Linked DNA regions of Macaca mulatta: region 2 is linked to region 1. A link is a contact called in public Hi-C data. All regions are on one chromosome and are shown on one strand. Each heading gives the region's core, a stretch centred on a gene start, on an enhancer-like site or on the middle of the called end of the contact. The rest is flanking DNA. Distances are from core to core; before and after follow the strand shown. Region 1 holds the start of TMX2 (thioredoxin related transmembrane protein 2). Region 2 holds the start of ZDHHC5 (zinc finger DHHC-type palmitoyltransferase 5).

Region 1 (4,828 bases), core at 1,695-4,194:
AAGGTTTATGGAAATTTTATCTTGTGTAGTCAAAGCTGATCAAGATTAGACAGATTTGTTTGTAAAGTTTATTAAAATTAGCATTAGTATTAAAAGCACATTAATATATAGCATATATTATATATATTATATGTATTTTTTATTTTACTTATTGATTGATTTTGAGACAGAATTTTGCTCTTGATGCCCAGGCTTGAGTGCAATGGCACGATCCTGGCTCACTGCAACCTCTGCCTCTCGGGTTCAAGTGATTCTTCTGCCTCAGCCTCCAGAGTAGCTGGGATTACGGGCACCCACCACCACACCCGGCTAATTTTCTGTATTTTTAGTAGAGACAGGGTTACACCATGTTGGCCAGGCTGGTCTCGAACTCTTGAGCTCAGGAAATCCACTCGCCTCAGCCTCCCAAAGTGCTGGGATTACAGATGTCAGCCACCACACCTGGCCAAGTGTCTTATTTTCAAGGAGGCTCTTGGAAAGCATGGGAAGAATTCTGACAAATACAGGTTTCTGATAACTTTGAAATTGCATCATTGGACTGGGTAAAAATTTCCAAAGTCTAATGAAAATAAAACTGGACTCATAAAATTGCTAACCTCCAGACTAATGTTTTCCATTTTTCACCCACTCTTCTGACTTAGAATCACTAAAAATTAAAACAGCCTTCTTTTTGACTTGGCGCAGTGGCTCATGCCTGTAAATCCCAGCTCCTTAGGAAGCCAAGTCAGGAGGATCCCTCGAGCTCAGGAGTTCAAGACCAACCTGGGCAACATAAAGAGACCCCACCTCAAAAAAATTTTTTAAAAATTAGCCAGGTGTGTAGTGCATGCCTTTGGTTCCAGCTACCTGGGAGGCTGAGGTGGCAGGATGGCTTTGCCCAGGAGGTTAAGACTACAGTGAGCCATGATCACACCACTGCACTCCAGCTTGGATAACAGAGCAAGATCTTGTCTCAAAAAAACCCCAAAAAACTAAAAACCCTGCCTTTTTCCTAAGGCCTTATCAGCTAAAGCTAGTCAACTTGTCTTTGAAAAAAAAAAAAATCACCGTAACATCTTATATTTGGACAAACTTTACACACAACCTACAATCTAGGAAAATAAATTGCTATTGATCTTCCCAACTGACTGCCCTCCAGACTCTAAAGAAACTAGTTTATACGCTATACCAGATATTAAGCTTTGCCTTGTTCCATAGATATGTCTCTCTTATTAAATCTGTTTGCCTACATCATGTATAGAAGACTAGCTTTGAGAACTCATCTACAATGCCATCTCCTGAAAGGAGACACAGAAATTTAACTGAACTGGCCTATCCCCCAAAATGAGAGACTGGTTTAATGGGATCCTTTGCCGCTCAATTACTAGCCCAATTTCTCTCTCCACAGACACCAACTCAGCTTTTATAGGGAAACTTCTAAGGAAGTTTCAGACAAAGGAAATAAAGGAGACCAGGGACTCACAGCCCAAAATATGGCATCCTGTATGCTAATTATTTTAAATTAAAGGTCCCTGGATACCAGCAGATACTGGAAGCAGCTTTACTCTGATAACTACCTTATCTGCCTAAAGTCCAGACCTGTCAAAGAAGAAAACAATTACTTCTGGTCTCTTCCCTGAGTTTTCATTAACTTAACTCATAGTACAGGAAGAAAGACTGAAGCCTGTCAACACACCCGGACAGATTTTTGTCAGAAACCACTGTCTGCTTTGCAGGCCCAACAGTCATTGTCCCACGCCACTGTATGTTCTCCAGGCCACTGAATCACCCTAAAAGTCATTTACAATCCACCTTAAAATCACCCACATTTCCCCATCTCCCATACTCCTATGAAGAAGGGTATATAAGCCTCTGTACCCCACTGGGTCATTCTCCTTCAATTCCCTCATGCTATGCACGTTAAAATAAAATTTCTGTGCCTTTCTCCTATTAACGTGCCCTTTGTCGGCTGATTTTTCAACAAACCCTCAGAGAGCTAAGGGGAAGCTTTGCCTTGGCCCTTACATGCTATATAGCAGAGGGTAAAGTGCTTTAAGTTCATGTTCTGAGCAGTCCCTCCACCCATTCCAAGGAAGCACAGCAAGGAGCTTGGGACACTTCTCAAAGAAAGCCCAAAGATTTCTTTACAACTTATTTTTTACAATTCCTTTACAGTAGCCCCAAAATTTTATCCACTTTCGCATCCTCAGGATCAAGCAGAGTGCCTAGAGTGTACACTCTAGAAATGCTGATTGAATTAAGAAACGGCTGACAGTGTGTGCAGGTAGTGTGGCCACAAGAATAGTTTCAAGTCCCAGGCACTCATTAGTTGCATGACCTGGGGCAAGTCGCCTAAATATACCAAGATCCATTCCTTCACCAATGAAACAGGACTACTACTACTTGCCTTCCCTACCTTACTGGCTCCTCAGGAGGCTTTACATAATGAGCGGCACTGTAAGATGCTATACACGTATATGTACAGTTTTGACAGGGCTGTTTCTTAGTCTAAATGGTGAAATGGAAAGAAACCTGGACTCAACAGTCAGAAGCTGTTGGGCCGTTGTACAGGGCTACGACTAACAGGTTCCGTTTTCCCATATTAAACACAAAGTTTAGTCTCGACGATGTTTCGGACTCTGCACTTTACAGTCTGTTAAATCCGCTACAGGCTCGGAACCTCAGGTGTCCTCAGAAAGGTAAACCCCAGGGTTCCCAGATGCACCTGCAAGGGCAGGGACAGTCAAGGTCGCGGTACTGAGACGCGGGACGCTCACCCAGTCAAAGTCACACGGGTTACCGTCTTCGCGTTGGGTGGGCAAACCGTGGCAGAGTGGCGGCAGTTTCCTCACGAGTAGGAAGGCAGCAGAGAGCAGGGCCGACAGAAGGTAGTAAGGTTGGGCAAGCCATCGTGAAAGTCGCGGCACCGAATACACCAGAGCAATTAGAGGAGCCAAGACCGCCATCTTTTCGGCCGCAAGGGCCACTGCTCACCGGCGTCGTAGGTCCGGCCCCGCCTCCCCCACCATAGCGACTGCTATTGGGCTACATCTCAAACGTACGGCCTCTAAACCCGGATGTAGTTCTGTCAACGCTGTGGTATGTCAGAACCCAAAAAAGAACTTAATATCTTATTGGTTGGTCTAGCTGTCGCTTTATCAGCTTAAGTCATTTTATTGGACTGTAGCTAACGTAGCTAGCAGAAGACTCTAATAAGGTTAAATAGCACTTCCTGAACGTTCTCAGAGAGCGACGGAAGTAGTTGTTGAAACAAGGTAGGCGGTGCCTGAGGCATCCAATGACAAGCGGTTCCTTGAGAAAGAGGTGGGTATTCCTTAAAGGCATTGTCCAATGAAAATTACCAACGCCAGACACCGAGACAGCGCCGGGGCGGAGGGGACGATGGAGAATTTCACGGCGCTGTTCGGGGCTCAGGCTGACCCACCACCGCCCCCAACCGCACTAGGCTTCGGACCAGGAAAGCCTCCACCCCCGCCACCGCCTCCTCCGGGCGGGGGACCCGGCACGGCTCCGCCTCCCACCGCGGCCACGGCCCCTCCCGGCGCGGACAAGTCAGGAGCTGGCTGTGGCCCTTTTTACCTCATGAGGGAACTGCCAGGTGAGTACTCGGCCTTGCCAAAGCCAGCCAATCAAATCTTAGAGAGGAGGTGTTGGGCGTGGCTCTCAGCCGGCTAACGGAGGTGCGAGGTAACCTAGGCAACGCATACCCGGACTGTGGAGCCCTAAGTCGAAAGGGCTATTAGGATTCACAAGCAGAGGGATGAGTTGAATTCAACCAAAGGGATGAATGGCGGGGAGCGGGGTGGTGCATCTCCGTGACTGTCTTTTGCACCATGTCCAGGCTGTGTTCCTGACACTGGTTTATGTCTCCCTAAAAAATGATCTAGGGCTGGGCGCAGTGGCTCACGCCTGTAATCCCAACACTCTGGGAGACGGAGGCGGGCGAATCACCTCAGGTCAGGAGTTCGAGACCAGCCTGGCCAACATGATGCAACTCTGTCTGTACTAAAAACACAAAAATTACTTGGGCGTGGTGGCGTATACCTTTAATTCCAGCTACTCGGAACCCGGGAGGCGGAGGTTGCATTGAGCCGAGATTGCTCCACTGCACTCCAGCCTGGGCGATAGAATGAGACTCCGTCTCAAAACAAAAACAAACAAACAAAAAATCAAGAGTTTGAGTTTGGAACTCGAGAGGCCTGATTTAATATCTTTGGGGACCTAAAGTTTTAGTTACAAGTCTCCCACAGACTTGCTGTGGGTTTGGGGCAAGTTGCCACTCTTCCAAGATTTCTGCGTTTCCTGGTGTCATCAAAGAAGGGGTAAGAATCGAACCAAACTCTTTTCATTCAAAAAATTATTTTGTTGAGTACCTATGTACCAAGCACTTTTCTAAATGCTGGAGATACAGTTGTGAACAAGACTGACAAGATGCTTGCCTTTTTTGGAATGTACATTTCAGTGTAGGAGGCATTGTAAACAAGATAATGTCAGAGAGTGGTTAATGCTAGGAAGAGAAAACATTATAAAAAATTGAAGGTGGCCAGGCGCATTGCTCACGCCTGTAATCCCAGCGCTTGGGTAGGCTGAGGCAGGAGGATCCTTTGAGCCCAGGAGTTTGAGACCAGCCTGGGCAACATGGCGAGACCCAGTCTCTACAAAACATACAAGATTAGCCGGCCGTGGTAGTGCTTGCCTGTAGCCCCAGCTACTCAGGAGACTAAGGGAGGAGAATTGCTTGAACACAGGAGGTCCAGGCTGCAGTGAACCAAGATTGTGCCACTGCACTCCAGCCTAGGCAACAGATGAGACCCTGTCTCTTAAAAAA
Region 2 (4,828 bases), core at 1,402-3,901, 45 kb after region 1:
TAATTTACCGCTTCCTCTCTCACCTGTGGCATGGAAAGCAAAGGTGCCTTCCCTTATGATTCATTTCTTTCTTTAAAATGTGAGTTTCAGAGGGCCAAACAGCAGTATTAGAATACAGTGAGCGCCCAGAAATTCTAAGAAATTGTTATAGTCCTAGAAAACATAAATCCTCTCTAGTCCCTGATTTAATGATTATTTAACTCTCAGTTTCCTACAGGAATCAAAGCCTAACATTTGGAATGTAGGCCTCGGTAACTTTGTTAACAAAAGCAAATTCTTGGTTTGTAGACAATCTGTACTTTGTTTTTTTTAAACAGTTTCCCTCTATCACCCAGGCTGAAGTGCATGTCACTGCAACCTCCACCTCCCCGATTCAAGCAATTCTCCTGCCTTGGCCTCCCGAGCAGTTGGGATTACAGGAGGGCACCACGACGCCCAGCTAATTTTGTATTTTTAGTAGAGATGGGGTTTCACCATGTTGCCCAGGCTGGTCTCGAACTCCTGACCTCCAGGTGATCTGCCCACTCACCCAAAGTGCTGGGATTACAGGTGTAAGCCACCCTGCCCAGCCAATATGTACTATTAAAGAAACTTTTCCCTCAAAATCCCAAAGACTAGAAAAGATGGAAAATTACACTAAATTTTATCTAGAGTAGAATATCATTTAGATACTATATATTATTTCATATATTTTCCACAGGAAAAAAGTCACATGGACTAATACTGACATAGCAATACAGAGTCATGAAAGGCCATGCAATTTTGGGAGTATAATACTGGGAATACAAAAGAGATCCACATCTGAGATGCTTGGGGGGGCTACACAATAGAAGGGAAACCATAAAACCTAAGAATTTACTGCGTATAAATAAAGATGAACCAATTCTTAGCAGAAGGATATGCTGCAGATAGTAGGATGAAACCACAAGGGTGAGCGTGGTTCATCAGAGTCAAGAGTCCGAATCCATACTAGTATCAAAAAAGTAAACAAGAATATGTATGCCGGCCAGGCGCGGTGGCTCATGCCTGTAATCCCAGCACTTTGGGAGGCTGAGGCGGGCAGATCATTTGAGGTCAGGAGTTCGAGACCAGCCTGGCCAACATGCCAAAACCCTGTCTCTACTAAAAATACAAACAAATGAGCAGGGCGTGATGGCGCACGCCTGAAATCCCAGCTACTAGGGAGGCTGAGGCACAAGAATCGCTTGAACCCGGGAGGTGGAGTGAGCCAAGAACGCAGCCACTGCACTCCAGCTTGGGCGACAGAGCCAGACTCCGTCTCAGAAAAAAAAAATAATAATAATATGTATGCCATATTGAGGCACAGAGTAAACTATGAAATGGAAATATGTATATGTAAAACAATACAGGATATGTGGTTTGAAGGCTTTAATAAGGTTTAATACAGGTATTTCCTTAAACAGGTGGATACCAGCAGTACCAAGGACAACACAACTATTTTTTGTTGAAATAAGTGGTGTAACAGTAATAGAGTAAATCTAAATACACAGTAATGGAGGTACCATGGAATAATTCACATGTCAAGGTATGGGAGAAAGAGCCAAGAAGTTTAATGTGGGTGTTATCATTATATACCGAGATCGTAAAATACATGGCAATATAATTTTGTAAACATTAAGTTTATAGAAAGGGTGATAATGAGCATTCTGAAGATATTTGATCCAGGACAGAGGAATACTGAGATAAAAGGATGATATGAAAATGTTAGATCAACTTGCTCAAGATGGCATTAACCAGGAAGTGAAGAATCCAAGGCAGAAAAATAGTCTAGAGTATAACATATATGTGACCCTACAACTGCCTTCGTAACTTTTAGCAACTTTCTTACTTCTTATTTCAGTGTTTCATTTGGCCAAGTGGGTAAAACACTTTCCACCTCCCTGCCCCAAAAAGAAATTTACATAGGTAAAATATTGACAAACGCATTCGAGTTCCACTTTAAAAAGTACAAAGTACTAAAAGCATGGAGCACTCGGCTGGTGGCGGCAGGAGGAGGACGCGGACGGGTGAGAGAGAACAGGTAACAGAATGAAGCTTGAGCCAAAATAAGTATCAGCAGAGTGGAGCGAGGGAATCGAACCGCAGAGCGGTAAAAGGGAAACAGCCCCCGGTCCCCACCACCGGACGGGGGCAAAGAGAATCACCCGTTCGGGCAGGACTGACGACCGCTGAAACCGAGGAGAAGGAATCCACGGCGGCCAGGCCCACCGAGGTTAAGAGAGCGGGCAGCGGGGACCGCAGAGCCCGAGGGCGCAGGGCCGGGGGCGGAAGGGGCGGCGGCTGGGCGCCAGGCACCGGGGACCGTGGTCTCGAGCTGAGTGGCCGGCTCTAATCCGTTCCGAGCCCTGGTGGCCGTAGATCCCCGGCCTCTACTCGTCGTCCGTTTCCAGGGCCCACGGGTCCCGCCGCGGTTGGAAGACCCGGCCCGGAGGAGAAATGGGGCCTTAACCCCCTCCCCGTCGTCGGTCCCCCTTCCCTAGAGGTCACCCTCCCCTCCCACCTCACTGGTCCGGCACTTCCGGTTCCGCAGGCACCGGTGTCCTCGGCACTCACCCCCTAGCCCGGTGCTCGTCACCACCACCGTCGTTGTCACCGCCGCCTCCCGGCAGTGCCGTCCTGCCTCAGAGAAGCAGCGCGCGGCCCCCGCACGCTCCACGCCCGCCCCGCTGCCGCGCGCTCCCGCCAGGCGACGCTCGACTCGGAGCCGGCGCGCGGCCGTTGCCCTCAGTGCCGGGTCTCGAACCCTTCCAGCGTTCCCATTGGTTCCCTGGTCCGGACTCGCGCGACGTCTCGCGCGGCGCACGTTTGTCTCATTCATGCGGCTCGCGCTGCCGCGCCCACCCCCGCTCACTCTCCCATTCACCCATATCCCCCACCCCGACTCCGATCTGGGGCGTGCGCGCGAACCCTGGCGACCGGGGCGACCTCGCGTTCTGATTGGCTGCAGCAACACAGCGTCGTACGCACTCGAGGAGACGAGAGCGCGCACGTAAGGCCGTGGGGTTGCGGGGACGACTAAGAGACAGGGATTGGCCTAATGCACAGGAGTCAGGAATGAGGAAATGGCCAGGCGAGTCTTCCCTTCTCCTGCGTCCTGTTGTATTCCCACTGAATCCAAGCAAAAACTCTCGGAAAGAAGAAAAGAATTATGTGTGTGTACTGGAAGTACTCAAAAGCAAGCAGCCACCTTCTCGAATTCAGCAACCCCTCTCCCAGTGAGGTGGTACAGTCCAGACAGGCTTCTAGCGCAGCCAATTACTGACGGAGTTTCGCCGCTTCCTGCTTCAGCCCCTTCGCGGCGGATTGGCCAACCATTTGGCGACTAGGCCTGCCTTTTCTCCTTCCCACCTCCTTTTTTTTTTTTTTTTTTCCAGACGGCGAAAACTTTATTTAAAACAATCTTGCTGGAGAAATCTTCAGTCCGGCGAGGTCGCTGGTCCAGGCAGAATCCAGGATGATGGAATGCTCTGGGCTTTGGTCCCACATGAAGGGGACGCCCGGACTTGAAGAGCCATTGTAGGGCGAGTCTCCTGCCAAGGGCCGGGGAGGGAGATAAAGAAGAGCAGGCGCCAGCCTTGGAGCCGTAGCGCTAACCGTGAGAGGGAAGCCTAAGGAGCGCGCGACCTGAGGCGGTGGCAGCACGCTCCCGCACCCGGCGTGCGAGCCGGGAGGTGAACTCTCTGAATTCCATTAGTTTCCCACTGCCACAGGTGGAGTGGGCGCCCGCATCCCTCACCTCACCCAATCCGAGAATACAAAGCTGGAAGCAAAAGGTTCTCTAGGTCCCTGGCGAGCTCACTCTGCATAGGTCACAGTGCTACGCTTTGCCCTGATTAGCCCAAGACAGCTGTGAACCCAATAGCAATGCCACGTGTTCTCTCCCCGTTCAGTTCGAGGCTGTTTCTTTTTTGGAAAGCAACTCTGGCTATTACATAATGGCCCCTCAGAAAGGTGTTTCACGAGCCACTTCCCTGAAGCCGAGGCCCCTCACCTGTCTGTAAAATCCTGCCTGTCCTCGGGTTTGGTCTCAAATGTTGCTGGCTTTACTGTGGTTCTGACACTTTAGTATTAGGCAGCAAGGTAAAGGAGAACTACCTTCTCCTGTTTTCTGGAGTCTAGTTCCTTCTCTGACATGGTATATATTATCAATTCTAGTTTATTCTTGTTAACAGAGTCAAACCAGCATTTATTGCAACACACTTGAGAGTTCTTTATAACGACTTTGTATTTTTAAAACTCTTTAGACCTGGCCTGGCGTGGTGGTTCACGCCTGTAATCCCAGCACTTTGGGAGGCCACGGCGGGCGGATCACGAGGTCAGGAGTTCGAGACCACCCTGGCCAACATAGTGAAACTCCGTCTCTACTAAAAATACAAAAATCAGTCGGGCATGGTGGGGGGCGCCTGTAATCCTAGCTACTCGGTAGGCTGAGGCAGGAGAATTGCTTGAACCCAGGAGGCAGAGGTTGCAGTGAACCGAGTTCAGACAACTTCACTCCAGCCTGGGACACAGCAAGACTCCATCTTAAAACAAAACAAAACAAAACAAAAACCTCTTCAGATCATATGAAAGGTAAATGTAAGGCATTATTGAAGATACAATATTGGTATTTCATTTTTGATTTTTTGAGAGGGAGTCTCACGCCGTCACCCAGGCTGGAGTGCAGTGGCACGATCTCAGCTCATGGCAACCTCCTCCTCCCTGGTTCAAGCAATTCTCATGTCTCAGCCTCCTGAGTAGCTGGGATCACAGGTATGCGCCACCACACCCAGCTAATTTTTCTATTTTTAGTAGAGATGGGGTTTCA

Evidence for each region. A called contact is a pair of places that touch in the nucleus more often than the background predicts.
Region 2: a Hi-C map of liver shows a contact between it and region 1, with 3 times the contacts expected there. The contact joins the promoter of ZDHHC5 here to the promoter of TMX2 in region 1. A contact is called at or near these places in 2 of 14 Hi-C or Micro-C datasets (CD4 T cells and liver).

Annotation. Positions count from the first base shown.
Region 1 is chr14:15,679,917-15,684,744 of T2T-MMU8v2.0, forward strand. It overlaps TMX2 (thioredoxin related transmembrane protein 2), which reads right to left and starts at 2,945. Exons shown (of 8, transcript NM_001195759.1): 1 at 2,757-2,945. The coding sequence starts at 2,945. MED19 (mediator complex subunit 19) reads left to right here and starts at 3,349. Exons shown (of 5, transcript XM_001101030.5): 1 at 3,349-3,598. The coding sequence starts at 3,382.
Region 2 is chr14:15,725,558-15,730,385 of T2T-MMU8v2.0, forward strand. ZDHHC5 (zinc finger DHHC-type palmitoyltransferase 5) reads right to left here and starts at 2,652. Exons shown (of 12, transcript XM_015114147.3): 1 at 2,522-2,652. LOC144334210 (a long non-coding RNA gene) reads left to right here and starts at 1,984. Exons shown (of 2, transcript XR_013403802.1): 1 at 1,984-2,041; 2 at 3,396-3,795.